2 separate regions of the Sus scrofa genome follow, and region 1 is linked to region 2. The links are chromatin contacts, called in public Hi-C maps. All regions are on one chromosome and are shown on one strand. The core of a region is the stretch at or near the end of the contact, and the rest is flanking DNA. Distances in the headings are between cores, read along the strand shown.

What was found. A called contact is a pair of places that touch in the nucleus more often than the background predicts.
Region 1: a Hi-C map of liver shows a contact between it and region 2, with 3 times the contacts expected there. The contact joins the enhancer-like site here to the promoter of FKBP1B in region 2. A contact is called at or near these places in 1 of 5 promoter capture datasets (liver), 4 of 47 Hi-C or Micro-C datasets (embryonic fibroblasts, heart right ventricle and liver) and 2 of 2 datasets of contacts at active chromatin or transcription factors (alveolar macrophages and skeletal muscle).

Annotation. Positions count from the first base shown.
Region 1 is chr3:114,733,971-114,739,211 of Sscrofa11.1, forward strand. The region is part of intron 1 of ATAD2B (ATPase family AAA domain-containing protein 2B); the gene reads left to right. Among named protein-coding and RNA genes, the nearest start is that of ATAD2B, 14 kb to the left of the region's middle. Within about 2 kb of position 1,996, at least 1 of the 83 cell types and tissues checked has an H3K27ac peak or open chromatin away from gene starts, as enhancers often do. A contact at or near this core is called in liver, where this site is marked.
Region 2 is chr3:114,632,768-114,638,178 of Sscrofa11.1, forward strand. It overlaps FKBP1B (peptidyl-prolyl cis-trans isomerase FKBP1B), which reads right to left and starts at 3,433. Exons shown (of 4, transcript XM_021087779.1): 1 at 3,351-3,433. WDCP (WD repeat and coiled-coil-containing protein) reads left to right here and starts at 3,490. Exons shown (of 4, transcript XR_002342822.1): 1 at 3,490-3,616.

The DNA.
Region 1 (5,241 bases), core at 746-3,245, 100 kb after region 2:
TCAGACCCCAGCTGTGCTTAGGCTGGATCCTTAACCCACTGCACCAGGCTAGAGGTTGAACCTGTGCCTCCACAGCGACATGAGCCACTGTAGTCAGATTCTTAACCCACTGCACCAAGCAGGAACTCATGTCTTCATGTGTTTTTTTTTTGTGTGTGTGCCTTTTTTAGGCCCTTTTTTAGGGCCGCACCTGGGGCATATGTAGGTTCTCAGGCTAGGGGTTGAATTGGAGCTGTAGCCACTGGCCTACACCAGAGTTATAGCAATGTGGGATCCACAGCTCACGGCCACACTAGATCCTTAACCCACTGAGCAAGGCCAAGGATCAAACCCGCATCGTCATGGATGCTAGTCGGGTTTGCTAACCACTGAGCCATGACGGGAGCTCGGCCATGTTTTTAATAGTATTTATAATATAGCAGAAAATGATCTTTCTCTTTTAGGTGAAGTGGAAATAGTCAAAAGTATAATGTGATTTTTTTTTCATTAAAATTTTTTTATTAAAGTATAGCTGATTTACAGTGTTGTGTTAATTTCTGCTGTACAGCAAAGTGATTCAGTTATACATACACATATATATCTCCTTTTTTTTTTTCAGATTTTTTTCCATATAGATTATTACAGAACATTGGGTAGAGTCACCTGTGCTATTCAGCAGGTCTCTATTGACCATCCTTTCCGTATACAAGAGTGTGCATATGCCAGTCCCAAACTCCCAGTCCATGCCTTTGGTAACCATAAATTTGTTTTCAAAGTCCATGGATTTGTTTCTGTTCTGTAAATAAGTTCATTTGTGTAGTTTTCTTTAGATTCTACATATAAGTGATATCATATGGTATTTGTCTTTGTCTCTCTCTTTATTTTTTTGTCTTTTTGCCATTTCTTGGGCCGCTTCCTCGGCATATGGAGGTTCCCAGGCTAGGGGTCTAATTGGAGCTGTAGCTGCCAGCCTACACCAGAGCCACAGCAATGCGGGATCTGAGCCGTGTCTGCAACCTACACCACAGCTCAACGGCAACGCGAGATCCTTAACCCACTGAGCTAGGGCAGGGATTGAACCCGCAACCTTGTGGTTCCTAGTTGGATTTGTTAACCTCTGCGCCACGATGGGAACTCTTGTCTTTCTCTTTCTGACTTCACTTAGTATGATCTCTAGTTTCATCCATGTTGCTGCAAAAGGCACTATTTCATTCTTTGCTGTAATGCATTTTAAATTTTTATAGGTTTTGCCAAATTGTTCTATAAAATAGGCTAAATCAATATATACCCCACTCTCAATGCCCTCATCACTTTTAGCTTTTCATATGCCTTTTACTGGAAGATTTAAAGGATTAGATTTTAGCTTTCTTGAAGGGCAGAGACTGTTTTATCATCAGGTATCTTAGTATCTAACATAATAATAGGTGTTAATGAATTTTGTTTGCAGAAGGAATGAACACTGAAGAGAATTAATAAGCTGATAGAGTTGTGTTAATACCACAAAGCCAAACAAGTATTTTTACTTGAGAATGTATCCACTGTCAGGCTTTGGGTATAATATTTTTTGCTTATACTTCCTCACCTGATTCTAAGAATCTTATGAGGTAAACAGCAGTTTTTGATTACAGTCCTAATACTGTACTATGAGATTGGTTCCGTCCAGCTGTTAAGTCTGTGGCATTTTTCAGTACCCACATTGTCTTTTTCTCACTTTAAGTAATGAAATATTTTCAGATAATTTGTCTTCTAGAAAGAAAACAGCATTTTAAACTATAATAGACTTTTTATCTTTTTACAACTCCTCAACTTATTTCTATACATTTTTTCCCCTTTCTGTATTCTTTCATGATGATTGTTTAGAAATATTAATCTAGTAAGCCATTGCTCCTGGGATATTTGAGGAAATCTTAGGACATTTTGTGTGCCTGAAGTTTTAGGAGTTTGTAGAATCGTATTGGCTCCAAGAAAATAAACAACCATGTGAGTTTTGTTTTCTGAAGTCATGGTAACTGCTGCCTCTCTGAATTCTTTTTACAAATGAAAGAAAAAGACGTTGATTGCGCTTTTAAGCTTTCTCATGAAAACAGGAGTACTTAATTTTTAAAAAGGTAGAAAAAAAAAGCTGTCTCTTAAAGGAAATTGGAAAAGATTGATTGCACCCTTAAACTTTCTGATCTAACCTGGGGTGGGGTGGTGGGGGCAGGGGTCGGGGGTGGGGAGGGGGAGAAAATAAGGTTCCTGTTGCGTTTTTTCTTGTCTCTTTGGGGATCTTTTTCTCATCAGAATTATCTTGCTCTTTAAAATTTTATTTTCTTCTGTGGTTCCCTTCTATTTACAAGAAACCAGGTCTTTTTTTTTTTTTTTTTTAAAAGAAAATCCTTTGACTTTGTAACCTCTTTTAGACTGTTGTCTTATTTCTTCTTAATTCTGACACTTCTTGTTCAAGTAACTCTTTAATTATCACTTGTATATTCTCATCAGTCACTCAGTTCTTCACTTAGTGATTTCTACCTCAGCAGAAATTGCTCTTTCAGAAGTTACAGTGACCTAATTACCAGTCCACAGGTTTGGGTTTATCAGATTAACTCCTGTTTAGTCTTTTTGGAATCAATTTCCACTCCCTCCCCCCATTTGAGTGAGACACTGTATTTTTGTCTAGTTTATACGGGATTCTTTCTGCTTGCTCTTTTAATGTATTTTCCCAAGGTCTTGCCTTCTGCCCTCTTGTTTTCTCATTCTATATATTACCTATGGCCCTTTTATTACTATTTCATATCCATGTCTAGTCCTCACATCATTCTGTCTCAGAACTGTTTCCCACAGTCTGATAGACATCTCTGTAGGTTTTTGGCTAGAATTCTGAAGCTAACTTTTGAAATCAGAAATCATTGTTACAATTCTTTCAGTATCTGTCTCCTGGCCTTCTTTCACAGCTCCTAAAACACAGCAGCTTTTTACACCTGCCTTGTCTTTATTTTGAATACTGATGCCACTAATCTTTTAGTTATTCTGCTTTCTGGAATCAGTTTCTTATTTTCTACTTTTACAATTCTAGATGAATCTGCCATTAAGACTTGAATTGGTCTGCTAATTCATTTATTTCCTAATTTCTCATTTTTAATGCTGTAATTGGATATGTCCTTTTGGCTTTATACTAAAGTCAAGGTTTTAGATTTCTAACAAATTCTGATCTGGGCAGGAAGCTTCCCTGAAAGCCAGGGCAGCATAAACTCTTTTGTTATTCTCAAGTTCTTCTACTTAATTGTATGAGATTTATGGTAGAATGGTGTTCGGTATATGTGGTAACTGATGAGTATGGTTTAAGAAATTCTAGGAGTTCTCATCGTGGCTCAGTGGTAATGAGCCCAACTAGTATCCATTATAGGATGCGGGTTAGATCCCTGGCCTTCCTTGCTCAGTGGGTTAAGGATGGGGCATTCCCATGAGCTGTGCTATGGGTAACAGACACGGCTTGTTACTATGGTTATGGTGTAGGCTGGCAGGTACAGCTCCAATTCAACCCTAGCCTGGGAACTTCCATATGCTGGTTGGTATGGCCCTAAAAAGACAAAAAGGAAAAAAAAAAAGGGAAAGAAGTTCTGAGATTCAGGGAGAAAATCGTTTTTACAAATTGGAAAAATTTTCTACCTATTTTAGAAGATTAGTTAGAAAGTCACCTAGGTGGGGATGACTTAACTTCATTGTACGTTTACTTTCTGTAGCATTTGACACTATTATATAATAGCATATAATAACTCTTATAAGTTCTCTTATCCTTGAATCATGTTCTTCTGACTGTTTTAGGTATTCCATTATTATGTTGTTACAAAATAAACAGCACATTATTTATGTCTTTCTTCATCTCTGCTAGCTGTTATTTTTTCTTTCAGAGAATTGTGTATTTCTGTTAGAGTACTTACTATAATATGCCTTATGCCATGAGAAACTATTTGTCAAATAGATTGTGTACTGGGTTTAAATAGGTTTTAATCTTTTTTTTTTTTTTTTTTTTTTACCATTGCCTCCCTCCCATGTCTTATAATCACAGTAGGTGTTCAACAGATGTTTGTTAAATGAAATTATTCCCTTAGTTTGAATGCCTTTCTTGCTCATGGGTTGTAATCACTCTGACACATATTACTAAATGTCTGTGGGTAGATTGCATAATCCCTTTTAAATATTTTTGTCCCGAAACTGGCAACGCCTTTTTTCAAAGGGTTAGTTTATAATTAACTAGTAAAATGCTTTGAAGAAGTTAAAGTTGAGCATTATGATCATCCCATTAAAGACGAACTGTTAGTATCAGGTTTGTAGGTAAAAGCTCTCCCAAAGCTTGAGGTTAATTAAATGGCATTGAAGTAATTATTTTGTAGTATTTACATCTTGGTTATTTGCTTTACTGAAATCCCTAGATTTCTTTGGAGGGAAGGAATCTTTTTTTCTTTTTTTTTTTTTTTTTTTGGAAGGATGCTTTTGTAGTGCTATTTATTCTGAGGTCTTTGTCACTGAGCCAAGTCAAGATTGAAACCCTTTCATTATGATAGTAGTACATTAATATAGTGCAGCAGTTAGGATGATGTGCATCATATTTTATACTTAAATTGTTTTATATGCCAGAGGTCCCCAGACTTTTGTGTACTAAGAATCATTTAGAGGCCCTCATTTAAAATATCCCATCTCCAGAGATTCTAGTTTAGCAGGTTATGTTTCTTTAATGAGAAATTCAGGTACATTCTGATTCAGTTAGTATGTAGAACATACTTTGAGAGATACTCCTGAATGGAGCTGTAAAAAGTTGGTAGCATATGGGAGAATGACTAATAAACATACAAAATCATTTAAATTGATATTCAAAGAGTTATATAACTCACATTATTTAAAACATGACTATTTTGTCTTTAATTCAATATGCACACAGTACTTACTCCTAGAGTGTGTTTTTGAAACTTCAGTACCTACAGATGCTCCATGAAAAAAGAGCTTGATCAAATAAGTTTGTGAAATATTATATAGTATCTTCCATACTTCAGAGATTTGTACTGCATATTAACATATTAAAGACTCATAGAAGTCAAGTGAAAAACCTTGGACCTCATCATTTCTTAGATGTATTTGACCATGGACCTTCCTAAAAATGTCCTGAACAAACTTGGGAGGTTGGGGAAATCGTGCCCTTTTTTTTTGTTTGTTTGTTTTGCTTTATATCGTCTGGAATTCAAAAGAAGTGGTGTATCTTTTATAATTAAAGAACTTAAAATCTTG
Region 2 (5,411 bases), core at 2,183-4,682:
AAGGAAGGGTCATTAAAAATGTTATGCCCAGGGAGGGGCATGGTCAAAGATGCATTTTTAAACAATCCTCAGGCTGTGGTGAGGAAAACGGCGGGGTGGGCTGGGAGGCCAGGTGGAAGGCCAGGAGGTGAGACTGGAGATGAGACTAGTTTAGAGACTGCACAGAAATCTAGATGAGAGATGATGGTGGCCTGAACTAGGGCAGGGGTTAAGGAGATGGAGCCTTGAGATATTCAGCAGGAGAATTTAGCAGGATTGCTGTGGGCCTGACAAAGACCAGCATCCCTGGCATGGCAGCTTAGCTGCTGAAATATTAATTGGTACCTTCTCCCTTCTAGGTTACAGCACGGTAGCTGGCCCTTGTGTGCTTCCTTGACTCAGGGGTTTAGAATGAGCTAAAAGCAGAAAGCCAAAGCTCCTCCAGGCTTTGCCTAAAAATCTGATCCTTTTCAAGAAAAAATCCCACCTGTCCCTCGCCAGGGAGGGAGGATAGGGAGAGAAAACTCTAAAGGTTTCTTGAGCCAGGGAAGGAAGAAGAGGTCTCCAGACTCGAGGTAGAACTCTATGGCAGTTCCCGGGGGGTGTGATAGGGCCTTAAGGAGATAAGCACAGAAAAAGAAGCCTGTAGCCCATTGGTGAACCAAGGATGTGGCTGGGACTTCTAGGGACCACTATTTTTCAATAAGGAAGGTGGCCTGGAACCGAGTTACCTCAACTTTTCTGGGGGTATAGGGATGCCAGTAATGTCTGAGGTGCAGTCTGTCTGTCAAATCCTGCTGCGGCAGCAGTCTGACTTACGGTTGCTTTAAAAAAAATAAAGAAATAGCTACTCCTTGCTCATCCAGACTCGATTACACAAGGGTGATGCCTGGAATGTCTGGCTTGGGAAAGTAAGTGGTGCCAATCCCGTGGCAGGAAAGAGAGAACAGAGAGGAGAGCCTGGGAGTGGGGAAGACAAGGAGCATGAGTTCGGCGTTGGACTTGCCGACTTTCAGGGATCCATGGGACATCCAGATAGAGGCTGAGCAGCAGCTGGATAAAGGGACTACCGTGAACTCAGATTGGAGGTCTGGGCTAGAGGCTTAAGTTTGGAGGCCATTGGGTTGCAGCCCATAATGAAAGCAATGTGAGTGAACAGGATGGCCAGAGAGGCTGAGTGGGGCAGAGAGGATAAAGCAAGATGCAGAGGCAGCGGGGAAAGTGCTCCTCCCTTTCCAGACTGGCTCGACCCCCACAACGCCTCACCACCCAGATCCCAGGGACCGCCGGATCAGAGGCCCGGCGGCGAGGGCGTTAGAAGGGGGCTGCCCCAAGCAGAAGAGACCCCAAACATGTTCTTTCCCCTGTTTCCAGAGCTCACTCAGCAGGACAGGGAAGGCGGAGCTAAAACGCGGCCCTGGGAAATCAGCAGTAGCGGATAACCGAGCGGTTCCAGCCGCGCCAGGAGCAGCCTGAGGCCCTCGGGGCGGTGGCGGGCCGCAGACCCCAGCCTCCCAGCCGCAGCCTTCGTTCCTCTAGGTGAGCAGACGCGGAAGGGGATGGCGAAGGATGTCTGCTAGACCCCGAGCAGTTCTGTCTGGGGTCTTCTCTCGCCGCCCCCATCCTAGGCCCGCTTCCCCTGTTCAGCACCCTCCGCGCCACCTCGGAATCTGCCCCCCGCCCGCCGGGCTCCGCCCCGAGACCCCTCCTCCTCCCCCGGCTCCGCCACCCGGTACCGTCTCCCGGGGAAATGGTCTCGATCTCCACGCCCATCGCGGTCCCACTGGCCCCGCCTCCGAGGGTCCCTGCTGTTGCCCCGACCCCGGCTCGGCTCCGGCCCTGGCCCGCTGGCGCTCCGGCTCGCCTCCCCCGCCGCCACTGCAGAGTCGGAGGAGGTGCGGCTGGAGTCGGGACCTGCGCGGGGAGGGGCCACCGGGAAGGGGGCGGCGGGGCGGAGCGGCGCGGAAAGGTGGGGTCGACCAGGGCGGGGCCCCGGGGAAGGGACCCTGACGCGGCTGCTCGGCAGCTTGACCAGGCTAATGTGCTTTAACCCACCGACTGGGGAGAATGTCGAAGGAAGCAAGCAGATACTAGCACATCCACCCACCCATCCATCCATCCACCCATCCAGCTATCTATCCATCTATCCATTTATGCATCCATCTGTTTAACACATGTTTATCTAGCACCTACTCTGTGTTAAGCTCCGGGAGTCAACCCGGTCTCATAGACTGGAGGGGGAGGGGAAAGGTTGGCAACAAACCAACATTTTAATTAGACATGTTCACTGCCGTAGAATTCAGAACGTTATGGAAGGACCAGAGAGGATGGTCCCATCTAGGCTGTAGGGACAAGCTGGGGGCTGGGGACTGGGGGTGGGGGGGAGAAGAAACCAATCATTACTGACCTTTCCCCACCCACCCTAAACCCCCATTCTCCATCTCGAATAATTCTGACCCACGCATAGGTGGGTTCCCACCTTTCAAGACCGAGAACTGTGCCCTGGGGATACCAACTGAATTAAGACAGAATCGCTTCCTTGAAGAATTGAATCTGTGACAGATGGAGACACACACAGTTACAGCGTGGAGTGATTCGTGCTGTGGGATGAATGAATGAATGATGAGTAAGTTGTACCTTGAGCTCCTCCTCCACGCTGGGCCCTTCACCTCCACCCATAGGAGATCCAGGAATCCGGAAATATTATTTTTTGGAGGAGGTAGCATTTGCTTGACAAATGTATTGGACTTTAAATTTTCTCCCGCCCCCCCATTCTTCTCTGCACTGTTGCAGAAATTAACATGACAGCGACAAGTGGCGCTGGAAGATAAACAGGAGGAGAAAAGCCTGAGCAAATCAGATGTGGGCCCTAGAGGTATTGTTCTTCCACATATCCCCTCCCCAACTCTCCCAGATGGTTAGGGCAGAGACGTCAGGTTATCAGCATCCCTGAAGGAGGACTGCCAGTGTTGTTCAAGAAACATGATGGTCAACTGTACTGTGAGAGTCAGGATCTGAATTTCCAAAGTGTGGCCCAGAATCTCCCAGGGAATCTCCTTGAGCTGTGGCCATGGGCAGGCACTTTTGCGGTTAGTGTAGAAACAGGGGTTTGTAATTGGGACAGGTCCACGAAGCGGCTTCAGTTAAATGCCACTATTTGGTGTATGGACGAGAACACTTGCTCTGAGGCGATTTTATCATATTTTAAAGAGGTCCTCAACTCCTTCTCAACCCCCTTCCTCCACCCCCCCAAAAAAAAGGTTAAAAAACCGTGTTGACTGTAGAGCGCCCAGACGCCTTCTTAGACTAAAAGACCCGATGGGAAAATGAGGGAAAGCGCTAAACCTCTCACGGAATTGTGGCAGGCTTACCGTCGGTGGTCTGCACCGTGAATACAACTCCCAGAAGTCCGTGCGGCAAAGCCGGAGCTTATTGGCCAGTGGGAAGGACCCTCTCCTAACAGGACACAAAGAACAGCCAATAGAGATGGGTCGTTGCTGCGCTTGCCCAGCCACCGCTCACCTATCAGGGGCTTGCGAGCGGTGCTTCCGGTACCGGCTCAGGGAGTCGGATCCGCGGTCTGTGGACCTGGGCGCCCCTGGGGAGAGCGACTTTCTGTGGGGCGGTGAGACCAGAGGTATTTTGCCTCCACTGATCCAGGGCCTGGCCTGTGTGGGGAGGCTGTAGGTGGGCGGGGAGAGAGGTGGAAGGACCCGCACTTTGGGGGACCGGGGAGGAAAGGATGTGTTACAGGTGTGGGGAGATTGCTGGAGGGGCACGTGAGAAGGACTGGTGGATGCGGATGAGCAGGGGGTGGGTTTAGACCTGAGAATATATTCTCTGTGATTCTCGACTAACACTTCTGGGATCTGTCCTAAGAAAGCCCTTCAAAATGAATGATATGCTTTATGCATAAACACTTTTATTCCAGCGGTATTTATAAAAGGATAACGTTGGCTATAACTATAACCAGGTATTTCACAAGTAAGAAAAAATTATGGAATTGCTTCAGCAGTTTGGGAAAGTGAATATTAAGTGGCTTCTAAAAGTAATTTATAAAACTTTTAAATAAGAAATGCTAATATGCAGTGTGAGGTGGAAAGTCGTAATGTGAAGTTGTACAGTATGATTGAAAAAGTTTAACCCAAACTGCATAGAAATCTGGAGAGATGTAGTCATAATTTTCTCTGAATTTTTTTTTGTGTGTGTGTGTGTGAATTTGCCTTTTTACCTTTCTTGTGTGTTAATTTAAAACAATAGTAAATGTAAAGAATTTGGAGTTATTTTACAGTGAAAACACAATAAACTTAGAAAAACAAATTGGGGAGTATGTAACTCTATTTAAACCTACTGGAAGTGCTCCAGTTCACCTAAGCCACTTGATTGTCACTATAATTTGTCTTAAAAGATTTAAAACAGGAGTACCCATCCTGGCTCAGTGGTTAACAAATCTGACTAGGAACCATGAGGTTGCAGGTTTGATCCCTGGCCTTGCTCAGTGGGTTAACAATCCAGCGTTTTGCCTTGATCTGTGATAATAGGTTGAAGATGCGGCTTGGATCCCACATTGCTGTGGCTCTGGCGTAGGCTGGCAGCTACAGCTCCGATTAGACCCCTATCCTGGGAGCCTCTATATGCCGCAAGTTCAACCCTAGAAAAGACAAAAAAGAAGACCAAAAAAAAAAAAAGATTAAAAAAAAAAAATTGGGGGTTCCCATTGTGGCTCAGTGACTTAAGAACCCTGCTAGTATCCATGAGGATATGGGTTCCATCCCTGGCCTTGCTCAGTGGGTTAAGGATCCAGCATTGCCGACAGCCGTGGTGTAGGTCACAGATGTAGTTTGTATCCAGTGTTTCTCTGGCTGTGGCATAGGCCTGCATCTGCAGGTCTGATTAGCCCCCCAGCCTGGGTACTTGCAATTGAAGCAGGTGCGGTCCCAAAAAGAAAGAAAGAAAAAAAAAAAGAATTAAATGGTCATAGACTGAACACCAGGTCTTGGTTCAGACCGCCTCTCCCCTGAACTAATAGAGTTGACTTTTCTCTCCCTAAAACACCCAGAGCTCCTTATTTGAGAAATCTTATAGTGAGGGTTGAGAGACCCAACAGGTATACAGTTAGCTTTAAGCAAAATATAAATGTCTTAAAAGATGAAAAATAACTGGGGAATGCTCGAAGGTCATTTTAACCTTCGTTATCTTTGTTCTCTGATGTTTCATTAGCAGCTAGCTCTATGGCAATGACTCCCAAATCCTTACCTCTGTCTAAGGTGCAATGCTACACTATATACATCTTCTTTTGTTTTTGTTTCCTGTTTTTTTTTTGGCCTTCTGACAGCATATGGAGTTCCCAGGCTAGGGATCATATCTGAGCCGTAGCTGTGATCTAAGCCGCAACTGCCTCGGATCCTTAATCCACTGTGCCAGGGATCTAA